2 separate regions of the Rattus norvegicus genome follow, and region 1 is linked to region 2. Evidence: chromatin contacts called from public Hi-C data. All regions are on one chromosome and are shown on one strand. Each heading gives the region's core, a stretch centred on a gene start, on an enhancer-like site or on the middle of the called end of the contact. The rest is flanking DNA. Distances are from core to core; before and after follow the strand shown. Region 1 holds the start of Mrtfa (myocardin related transcription factor A). Region 2 overlaps Mrtfa (myocardin related transcription factor A).

Region 1 (5,295 bases), core at 404-2,903, 33 kb before region 2:
CAACAGAATAATTCTGTCTGAGATGTAGCATGAGTTACCTCCTTTCAGTCACTGTGCCTTCCCAAGACCGTAAGGATGCCCCTGTGGGTTTTTTCTTCTACAGTGTTACCTCCTCCTCCCACCCTGGCGACTCTGTTCTCCAGAACCTTCAGTGAGAGTACCGCCCTTCCTTTCCCCTGTGTCCAGCAGCACTGTCCTCTAAACATACAGCTATCTTGCAAGAGACCCTCAACATTGGATTTGTTGACTGTGGGTGTTCCTGCATTGAAGGAGGGATTTGGGGAGGGTCATTGAACCTTCAATTACTTCCTCCAGCTTATCCCTCCTGTTTCCCCATCCCTCCTGATTGCCCTCTTGTGACCTGGCTAGAGTGTGTAGTCTATGGAAGTTTAACTGAACTGTGTGCGCAGCTTATGAGGACAGCATCATCCATGCTGGGGTGCAACTTTTTGGTGATCCTGCTGCTTTAAGGGCCAGCCATGCTTTCTTCATAAGCCCAATAAACTCATTGGTTTTCCAGGTTGGACTTTGGGGCAATCGTACTTCGGTTTATCCTCCCTAAAAGGAGGAGCTAGACCCTTGTTTATATCTCACCAGGGAAAGTGTTTCGCAAATGCCACGGCACCAAGTCCGAATTATTTCTCCTTTTCAGCGCTCTCTCCTTTTGTTGGGGTAAGGGGTGGTGTTCCAGAACGGGGTGGGCCTTGCTTAACTGTCTCACCTCTTTAGTAGGCAGTCTCTTCAAATGTTTGAGTTATGGTCTCTCTCTCTCTCTCTCTCTCTCTCTCTCTCTCTCTCTCTCTCTCTCTCTCACACACACACACACACACACACACACACACACACACACACACACACACACACACACACACACACACTTTTTGGCTACACACCAGCAGTTCAGAATTTTAAAGTTGGAAGAGCCGCCCAGATTCGTTTAGTGCAGTGGGGCCCCATATAAAATCTTCTGGGTTCATTCAGCCCTTTTCCTCCAGTTGCAAGTACGTTCGCTGTTGATATATAATCTCAACATTCTAGGAAGGTAGGTGTCGGTCCTTTTATCAGAGGAGAACTGACTCAGAGAAAGAAAGCGCTTGTCCACGAAAGGGCAGGGACATGATAGAATTCAGGGCTCCAGGCCAGAGCGGAATTTGTCTCCTTTCGGGAAATGTGAATGTGAAATAATCGACGAGGGAGTCTCCGCGGAGCAAAAACAGGCGGAAGGGCCGAGATGAAGGCTGCAGGATTTTTGCAGTAAACCTCCAGGCTGGGCACCGAACCCTGGGTAGCTCCGCGGTCACCCTTCCTTTGACTGGGTGATCTGCTGGGTTACGGTCACTTTAAGACCCAGACTCCGCCCCCTGCTCATCGCCGACCTCCCACCTCCTGGCAGCAGCTCCGCCAGTTCCAGACTTTCCTCAGCGATGAAGTCATCTTTCAGTTACCGATTGGTTGCGCTATGCTGTCAGTCACAGGAAGTCGCGCGGCCGTACTAGCCTTCCTCGTTCCTCTTCCTCCGTCGAACGCCCCCTAAGTCGGGCCAGCCCTGACCGCGCTAGGTTTCTGATTGGTCGACACGGCTGTCCCTCCCAGGTGGGGGTGGGGCGGAGGCGGGACCCAGTGTGGTGGGAGGGCCCGTAGCTTCCGTGGCTGAGTGGAGCCGGCAGCGGTCGTGTCTGCGGTGTCCCCGGAGGCGAGAACGACCGTCCCACCCTCCCCACCCCCTCGTTCTCGCTAGCCACGCTCCCTCGGCTCGTGCGGACCTCTCCCCATCTTGGTGCAGCCTGACTGGTCCTTGAGGCTCGGGAGGATACGTGAGCGGCTGGCACCGGAGTGGGGCGAGCCGCGGAGCCCGGGCCAGGAGGCGAACGAGGCGGTGAGTGAGAGTTCGGGCAGGGTCCCCATCCCCCACCGGCCCCGCCCCGCTCGAGCATCCTTTCTCCCTGCGACCCTTCCGTGTGCGCCCTGGACTGGCCGGGCGCTGCGGGCTCGGAGCCCGGGACTGCCTCCTGCAGTCCTCCACTCCAGTCCCGCCCTTTCCCTAGGGGCTGGGGTCGCAAAGCCCTGGTCACTCGGCCAGGCAGTCGGGTGCGACGGTGCACCTGTGCACCGCCTTGCGTGGCTGTGCTTGCTAGGGAGCAGCTAGGTTCCCGCCCTGGGTGCTCCCCGAGTGTGTGCAATCTGTTTGGGACCGGTCGGGCGCTTTCTCCCGGCCCTTGTGCAAACCTGGAGGATCCAGGTGCAATCCTCAGGCTTCTCACGGCAAGGATGGTCACCTGGACCTGACGACCGTAGAGCAGCATGGGTGTCTTTAGGTCAGCAGGGCTCCGCAGATATGAAACTTGACCGCCAAAGAAGTGTCCGTCTCGTGTGTGTGTGTGTGTGTGTGTGTGTGTGTGTGAGACTGTGACTGTTTTGACTCTCTGTACCTTTGATGACTTCCGCCCTCCTTGTTCCATAAGAAAATACTAATAATACTATAGAGTGGTTAGTTCTGGAGCTTTTCTTGTTAGATTATCAAACCTATGTTTAGATTGCTTATCTAGAAAATGGAACTAGCAATACCTATTACATTGGAATGTAGGTAGTAAATGAAAGAATTCGCATAAAATGCTTGACACGGTGTTCAGCACATACAAGGAAGGGTTCCAAGAAGAGACGAGTATTCTGATGTTGAGAACTGCTGGATAGGTGTGTAAGTACAGCGGAACTTGTCTTTGTCAGGATTTCTCTTTGTTAAATGGCATAACCTAAGGGCATATTGGTGGTCAGTTTACTGTTTGCCAGCATACTTGGCATAAAGTGTGTGAAGACTAACCATGAACCTCATAACTTAAATATGATGAGATTACACCAGTGCTTCATGGATGTGCATAGTTTTAAAATCCAAAAAGTGTCCGGAATGCCCCCAAATTTTAAGTTTTTGAAGTCTGAAGCTAAAGCCTGCAGCCCCATCTTTTTGTTCAAGAAGTGAAACTTAAGGGCTTACTGTAGAAGCCCCGTTCAACAAAAAAAGGTTCACTTATGAAGTTTTATTGTTGAAAATGAACCGCCTTCCAGGCGTGAAATGGTACAGCCAACTGGCCCACAGCCCCATCACGGTAGGGAGGGGAACCCTTGGCTGAAAGTTAAACCGAGCTTCATATACTGGTGTTTGTCTCTTTCATAGCAAATCAAAAGGCTTTTGATAGTTAACTGTTCTTTTTCTTAAAGTGGGGTCTTACTGTGCAGCTGTGACTGACCCAGAACTTACTAAGTAGACCAGGCTAGCCTTGAATCCACAGACTTCTGCCTGCCTCTGCTTTCGGAGTGCTGGGATTAAAGGCCTACACCTTAGAAAGAAGCAGACTGTTACTGCTTTTTTTCAGAGATACCCAAAGAAAAATGTCTGTTGTCCAGGGCTAGCATTTCCTTCAATTCTTTGTCAGTAGTTTTGAGAAGTGTCCTGTTTAACAAGGGTTTCTAGAGTCACTAGGGCCCTAAGGTTTTTTTGTTTTTTTTTTGTTTTTTGTTTTTTGTTTTTTTAATATTAAATCGAGAGAGAGAGAGAGAGAGAGAGAGAGGAGAGAAGTGTAATGTGTCTCCCATCATCTAAAAGTGTTTATTGCAGATTTTCCATGTCCTTAATACTCTGCCAAATGCTGCGAGGGAGAGACTCAGAAAAGTATAAAACAGAATCTTAGCCCATAAAGGGCAAAACCATAAAGTTTGGGTCACCCAGTAGTAATTATGGATTCTTCTGAAGTAATAACTTCATTTACTCATTCAGCAGACTTTTTGTTCCAGGCATGTAATGTGCCAGGTGTTTTTCTGAGCTGAGATCAAGGTAAGTCAGATATGGTCATTGGTCTGGAGGGGCAGAAAGTGTGACAGGTGGTTATAAGAAGATGAAATAAAGTCTAGGTGCAAACCCAGAATTGTAGGAGAATGTCAAGACAGCTTTTTCTTTTTATTAATGAATTGATGGGAAAGTTTAAAGAGAAGGTGATATTTGAGATGCATCTTAATTCCTCTGAACAAGATAAAGACCACCGGGCTGGAGAGATGGCTCAGTGGTTAAGGGCACCGACTGCTCTTCCCGAGGTCCTGAGTTCAAATCCCAGCAACCACATGGTGGCTCACAACCATCTGTAATGAGATCTGATGCCCTCTTCTGGTGTGTCTGAAGACAGCTACAGTGTACTCATATATATAATAAATAAATAAAATATTTAAAAAAAAAAAGATAAAGACCACCCCAGATAGAAGAAACTGAGCTTGGCTTCCTGACATTTTCCAAAGGCATTTATGAGCACTTGGGCCAGACAAAAGGAAGGAAACCTAATAGTCTGTAACAGTGGTTCTCAACCTTTAGCAAACCTCCTCCAAAAATATTTAATTACAATTCATAACAGTAGCAAAATCACAGTAATGAAGTAGCAACAAAAATCATTCTATGGTTGGGAGTCACCACAACATGAAGAATTAAAGGGCCGAACTATTAGGAAGGTTAAGAACCACTGTTTATAGCATTCTTTAATGCCCACTACATAAAAGACTCTTTCGCCCCCTCTCGGGGCTGGTGTTTGAACATATGGCCTCATGCTTGCTAGAACACTCTACCAACCCTTCAGTTTTTGAGACAGATGTCCTTCTTGTAACCTAGACTGACTTGGAACCTACTGTGGTGTGGACCCTAGCACTCAGGGCACTCTCCCCCTGCTCCAGACCCTAAGTGCTGCAGCTACGTATGAGCCGCCATATCCAGCTTCACCTTCTCTCCCTTCCACTCCCGTCTTGAGGAAGGCTCTTGATGTATTGCTCAGGATGGGTCTTGCCGTCTTTCTGCACTGGATTCCTGACTGACTGGGGCCACAGTACAGTACCGCGTGCTCAGCTTGCTTTCTTTCGTTCCTAGCCTCAAAGGCTCTTCTTGGGACATAGTAGATGCTCTGCAAAACCCGATGAATATAAAATTTATAAACATGAATTAAATATTTACTCTGTATAGAACATCTGTCTCCTGCCTGAGAAAATACTAAAGTTGAGGTTTTTTTTTTTTTTTTTTTTTTTTTTTTTTGACAAAGTGTCATGGTGTAGCTCTCACTGTGTAGCTCTCGCTGTCATGGAACTCACTACATTGACCAGGCTGGCCTCAAACTCAGAAATTCACTTGCCAATGTCATTCCAGAATGCTGGGATTACAGCCGTGTGCCACTGTGCCCTGCTTTCTGTTGGATTTTAATTAGAAGGCCTTTGAAAAAGAAAAGGAGTACATTGTTGATTGCAGAGATGGGGTGAGCATATGGCCTGACT
Region 2 (4,819 bases), core at 2,139-4,638:
AAAGAGCTCTGAACTGGACACCTGGAGGTGGTGGTAGCGGGACACAGCTCAGGGAGGAGTGAATGAGTAAATGTGAGCTGCCTTTAGATGACCAGGAGGAAACAGTATTGCTGACAATTCTGAAAAGACCTGAGGTGCCAGGAGTACTCTGAGCAGAAAGTTCCCTCACTTCATACGTTGGTAGCATATTCCTGAATACCAACACTTAAAAGGTTGAAGCAGGGGGATTTTGAATTTGAGGCCAGCCCGGGACTTATATAGGGAGACCCTGTCTCAAAAACAGAGGAAGGATGGAAAGGAGGGAGCAATAGAGGAAGAAGAGAGAGGCGTCAGAAAGGACAAGAGTGGAAGAGAGAGGAGTCCAGGATGGTAACTCAAGGTCTGCGAGAAGCAGTTTGCGGGGGAGAGACATCTTGGCTCACAGTTCTAGCCTGTCATCCGGAACTGTAACCATGGGCTTTTCCATCCTCACCCAAGTTCCCACAGTAACAACTCTGAGACTGAGATAATTATGAATAAAGACCTAGGCCAGAAGCTTTGGCTCGTTCCCACCAGCTCGTAACTCAGCCTTTTTATTCTATTCTGAGTTACCTCTCCGCAGATTCATGCTTCTGACTTCCTCAGAGTTCAGGGCATCGGACTCTCTCCCAGAATTCCTCTCTGAACGGAACTTCTATCTCCCTATTTCCTGCCTAAGCTAATGGGCCAACAGCATTTTATTGACAGGTGATGATCCATATATTGTAGAAGAGATTCTATATGGAGCAGCTCATAGCAGCAAGAGTGTGTGGTAGATTGTGTTCATAATACAGTGTGCCAAGAAGTGGAGTGAGCTGCGGGGACAGGTCTTTCCCTAGTGATGCACTTGCTGGACCCTGCTTTCCTCCTCCTCCTCTTCCTCCTCCTCCTCCTCTTCCTCCTCCTCTTCCTCCTCCTTCTTTTCCTCCTCCTCCTCCTCTTCCTTCTCTTCCTCCTCCTCCTCTTCCTCTTCCTCCTCTTCTTCTTCTTCCTCCTTCTCTTCCTCCTCTTCCTCTTCCTCCTTCTCTTCCTCTTCCTCCTCTTCTTCCTCCTCATCCTCCTCATCCTCCTCTTCTTCCTCCTCATCCTCCTCTTCTTCCTCCTCATCCTCCTCCTCTTCCTCCTCTTCTTCCTCCTCATCCTCCTCTTCTTCCTCTTCCTCCTCTTCTTCCTCCTCATCCTCCTCTTCTTCCTCCTATTCTTCCTCTTCCTCCTCCTCCTCTTCCTCTTCCTCCTCCTCTTCTTCTTCCTCCTCCTCTTCCTCCTCTTCCTCTTCTTCTTCCTCCTCCTCTTCCTCCTCTTCCTCTTCCTCTTCCTCCTCTTCCTCTTCCTCCTCTTCTTCCTCTTCCTCCTCTTCTTCCTCTTCCTCCTCTTCTTCCTCCTCTTCTTTCTCCTCTTCCTCTTCCTCCTCCTCCTCTTCCTCTTCCTCCTCTTCTTCCTCTTCCTCCTCTTCTTCCTCCTCTTCTTCCTCCTCCTCCTCTTCCTCTTCCTCCTCTTCTTCCTCTTCCTCCTCTTCTTCCTCCTCTTCTTCCTCCTCTTCCTCTTCCTCTTCCTCCTCTTCCTCTTCCTCCTCTTCTTCCTCTTCCTCCTCTTCTTCCTCCTCTTCTTCCTCCTCTTCCTCTTCCTCTTCCTCCTCTTCCTCCTCCTCCTCCTCCTCCTTCTCCTCCTCCTCCTCCTCCTCCTCCTTGTCGTCGTCGTCTTCTTCTTCTTCTTCTTCTTCTTCTTCTTCTTCTTCTTCTTCTTCTTCTTCTTCTTCTTCTTCTTCTTCTTTCTTCTTCTTCTTCTTCTTCTTTCTTCTTTCTTCTTTCTTCTTTCTTCTTTCTTCTTTCTTCTTTCTTCTTTCTTCTTCTTTGCAATCCAGGTCCTTTATTTCCTTTTTGTACATTAGACCATGAGTCCGTATGGACTGGGCTCCAGCAGCTCAGGCTCCTTTCCGTTAATCCTCACAAAATGGGCTTCTCTGGATGGCACAGGCTGGCGCTTCAGCTGAACCCAGGTGCCCTTCTCTTTGCCTTCCTTTTTCTTCTGATCGTTCTCCTTCACCCGCTTCCGCACATTGATCCTCTTGGCCAGAATCTTGCCCTTGCTGATTCACCATGATGCCCACGGCATGCTGGGTGACGTTGTAGACTCTTCCGGTTTTGCCGTGCTAACACTTATGGGACATTCCTTCTTGAACAGTGCCCATTCCCTTGATGTCTAACAATATCACCTTTCTTGTAGATTCGCATGCGTGTGGCCAAAGGAACAACTCCATGTTTCCTAAAAGGCCTAGAGAACATAGATCTCTTTCCTTTTGTGTTCGTCATTTTAGTTAGTTTACTGGAAGATGGCTGCCTTGGGCGAAAGACTAGACCCTGCTTTCTAAAGATCCCTGCTTTCTAAAGATCCCGGATTTTGGGAATAGTGTACCAGCTGGGGATCCAGTCTTCTAACAATTCAGTCTCTGGGCTGGGCAGGGTGGTGCTTGCCTTTCATTCCAGCTCTCAGGACGCAGAGACCATCTGATCTTTCCAAGCCAGTTGGGGTACATAGAAGGTCTACCTCCAAAACAAAAGAGCCTCAAGGCCAGCTTTGGCTGACCCTCCCTCCAAAACAAAGCAAAACCACCAAAACCCTTGGAGCAACTCTGCTCAGCACGCCGGTTCCTTGAGTGGAGAGGAAAGGGTTGGATACAGGTCCAGAGGCTTTAGTTATAGAAGTGTGACCAGTCCTCACTTGGTCGCCATGTTCCTAAAGCTGGTGAAAATAAGAGAAGACCTTTGCTTATATTACTGCTCTTATAAAAATAGAGCTCACTTCATGTGAGGTAGATGGGGTTCTGAAGAGGCTTAGTCAGTGGGTGACTAAAACAACCTTTACACAAGATGGTCTCATGGTCAAAACAGCTCCAAAATACATTCCTTGACAACTCTCAACTACAGTCCAGGATCTCATCTGGAGACTGCCGTGAGAGATCTACCGTCAGTTTGTACCTTGTTTCTATTCAGATGTTTTGTCAAAGGACATAGACCACTGTTTAGGACAGACCTTTTCCGTCAGAGTTTCCAGTGAAATCCTGTTACTCTTAGTCATTCTCCTCTGAGTCCTTTTCCTGTGAATAAAAGATCGCGCTCATACCTTTCCACAAGATCTGGAGAGTATTTTAAGCTTGGCATGTTGAGACCTGGCAGGCTTGATTAATATGTGGATAGACCAGCACATTAGAACATTTTTAAAGTTCCAGGCCACAAACCGTGTTTTAAATGAACATCGGCATGTATAAAATTAATAATAAGCGGTGAGCAGCCCAGACATTCAGATGCCTTTTGCGCTGGGCGACTGACTGTCCTGGGGCTCTTTGTTGGCCCTGCATTTGCTTTAAGCAGTGCCAAAAGCAGGGCAGCAGGGGGTTTGCTCCTCTGCAGTCTGCTGCCCTCTGCCTTCAGCAGGCAAAAGGCTACTCTCTAAGCTCTCAAACTTGGCTGTTTGGAAAATTTCTGGAAATAAACTGGATTGGCTACTGTATTTCTAAATGTGACTCCCACAGTTCCTGACAAAAGCCACCTTATATACTATGGAAACCCCACATGCAAAGCTGGGAAAGGACCCTGCCTCGACAGGTAACCCATACTTAATATACTACCGGTTCTGGCTCAGCTCAGGTGAGTTTTGTGGTCTAACAAAAAGTAACCAGTGGTGGTCTGTACGTGTCACCTGGGAGGTACAGGGAGGAGCCCGTTGAGTCTCAAGGCCAGATTGAACTACATAGCAAGATTGAGGTCAGCCTGGCCTACATAAGACCCTTTCCAACAAACCAATAATATAAAACGAAAGAAAACAGAAAAACTACTCAATGTTTTAGTGATCTGCCGTAACCTTTTGCCTGACTGTTGGCTTAATAATCATGTAGCAGTCATATCCATAAAATATAGATGTGGATTATATTTTGACTTAGAATTGTTTAAGTGTACCAAGAAAACAAATTCTAGTGTAAATCATTTTTAAATTTGGGCCAGCTGGGCCTTCAGTCATCAAGTGGTGAACACCAAGTATGTGCCAGACCCTGCTGAGCATGGAGGCAGCAGAGGTGTTTAAGGATGATTTCTGACAGAGCGTGGTCAGAGCTGTGGGATTGTGGGGGTGGGGCACAAATTAACTCTGGGGATTTGGAAGGTTTTATGAAAGTTGTTTCAGTTGAATCTGAGGTAATACAAATCGTTAGTTGGATGTAGTGGTGCATACCTTTAATTCCTGCACTCTGAAGGGATAGGCAGAATGATCTCTGTAAGTCTGAGGCCAATCTGGTCTACCCATCACGTTCCAGGACAGCCTGGCCTTGAGTTTTTAACCAAATATTGGTACAAAGAGGCTTTACCTTCTGACAGGACCATTTCATGTTATTTAGTCTGATGTGGCTGATGGGTTGATCAGCTCCTAGAGGGCAGGCAATGCATTCTCTCCCCGCTCTGTGTGCTGCTCCACAAGTTACAGCAACTCCAGAAAAACACGGTGGGTGGATGAGTAGAGCCTTTCTAGATGCCAGCCATTGAAGTATCCCAGATGTAGTGGGGTGGGGGGATGCCCACGGGTCCTTAGAGGCAAGTTCAACTAACTCCCTTCCAAGAGTAATTTTCAGTGGTATGGGACCGAGTTACCGCACAGGGCCCCTACAGTGCTTAAATAAGTAGGTGCGGAATTGTTCCCTGCCATTGACTCCACCTGAATGCAACGGCAGACAGCCCAGCCACTGTTGTGGTTTAGAGAGAACAGGAGGGTTTAGGCAGCTGATGAAAGCAGCGTCCTTTGAGAATCAGAAGCA

The links. Hi-C and Micro-C count contacts between places; a contact is called where the count stands out from the background.
Region 1: a contact with region 2 is called in a Hi-C map of the A7r5 cell line, with 2.3 times the contacts expected there. The contact joins the promoter of Mrtfa here to the enhancer-like site in region 2. A contact is called at or near these places in 2 of 12 Hi-C or Micro-C datasets (the A7r5 cell line and mammary epithelial cells).

Annotation. Positions count from the first base shown.
Region 1 is chr7:114,590,952-114,596,246 of GRCr8, reverse strand. It overlaps Mrtfa (myocardin related transcription factor A), which reads left to right and starts at 1,653. Exons shown (of 14, transcript NM_001401049.1): 1 at 1,653-1,876.
Region 2 is chr7:114,560,315-114,565,133 of GRCr8, reverse strand. The region is part of intron 1 of Mrtfa (myocardin related transcription factor A); the gene reads left to right. Among named protein-coding and RNA genes, the nearest start is that of Mrtfa, 32 kb to the left of the region's middle. Within about 2 kb of position 3,388, at least 7 of the 93 cell types and tissues checked have an H3K27ac peak or open chromatin away from gene starts, as enhancers often do. A contact at or near this core is called in the A7r5 cell line, where this site is marked.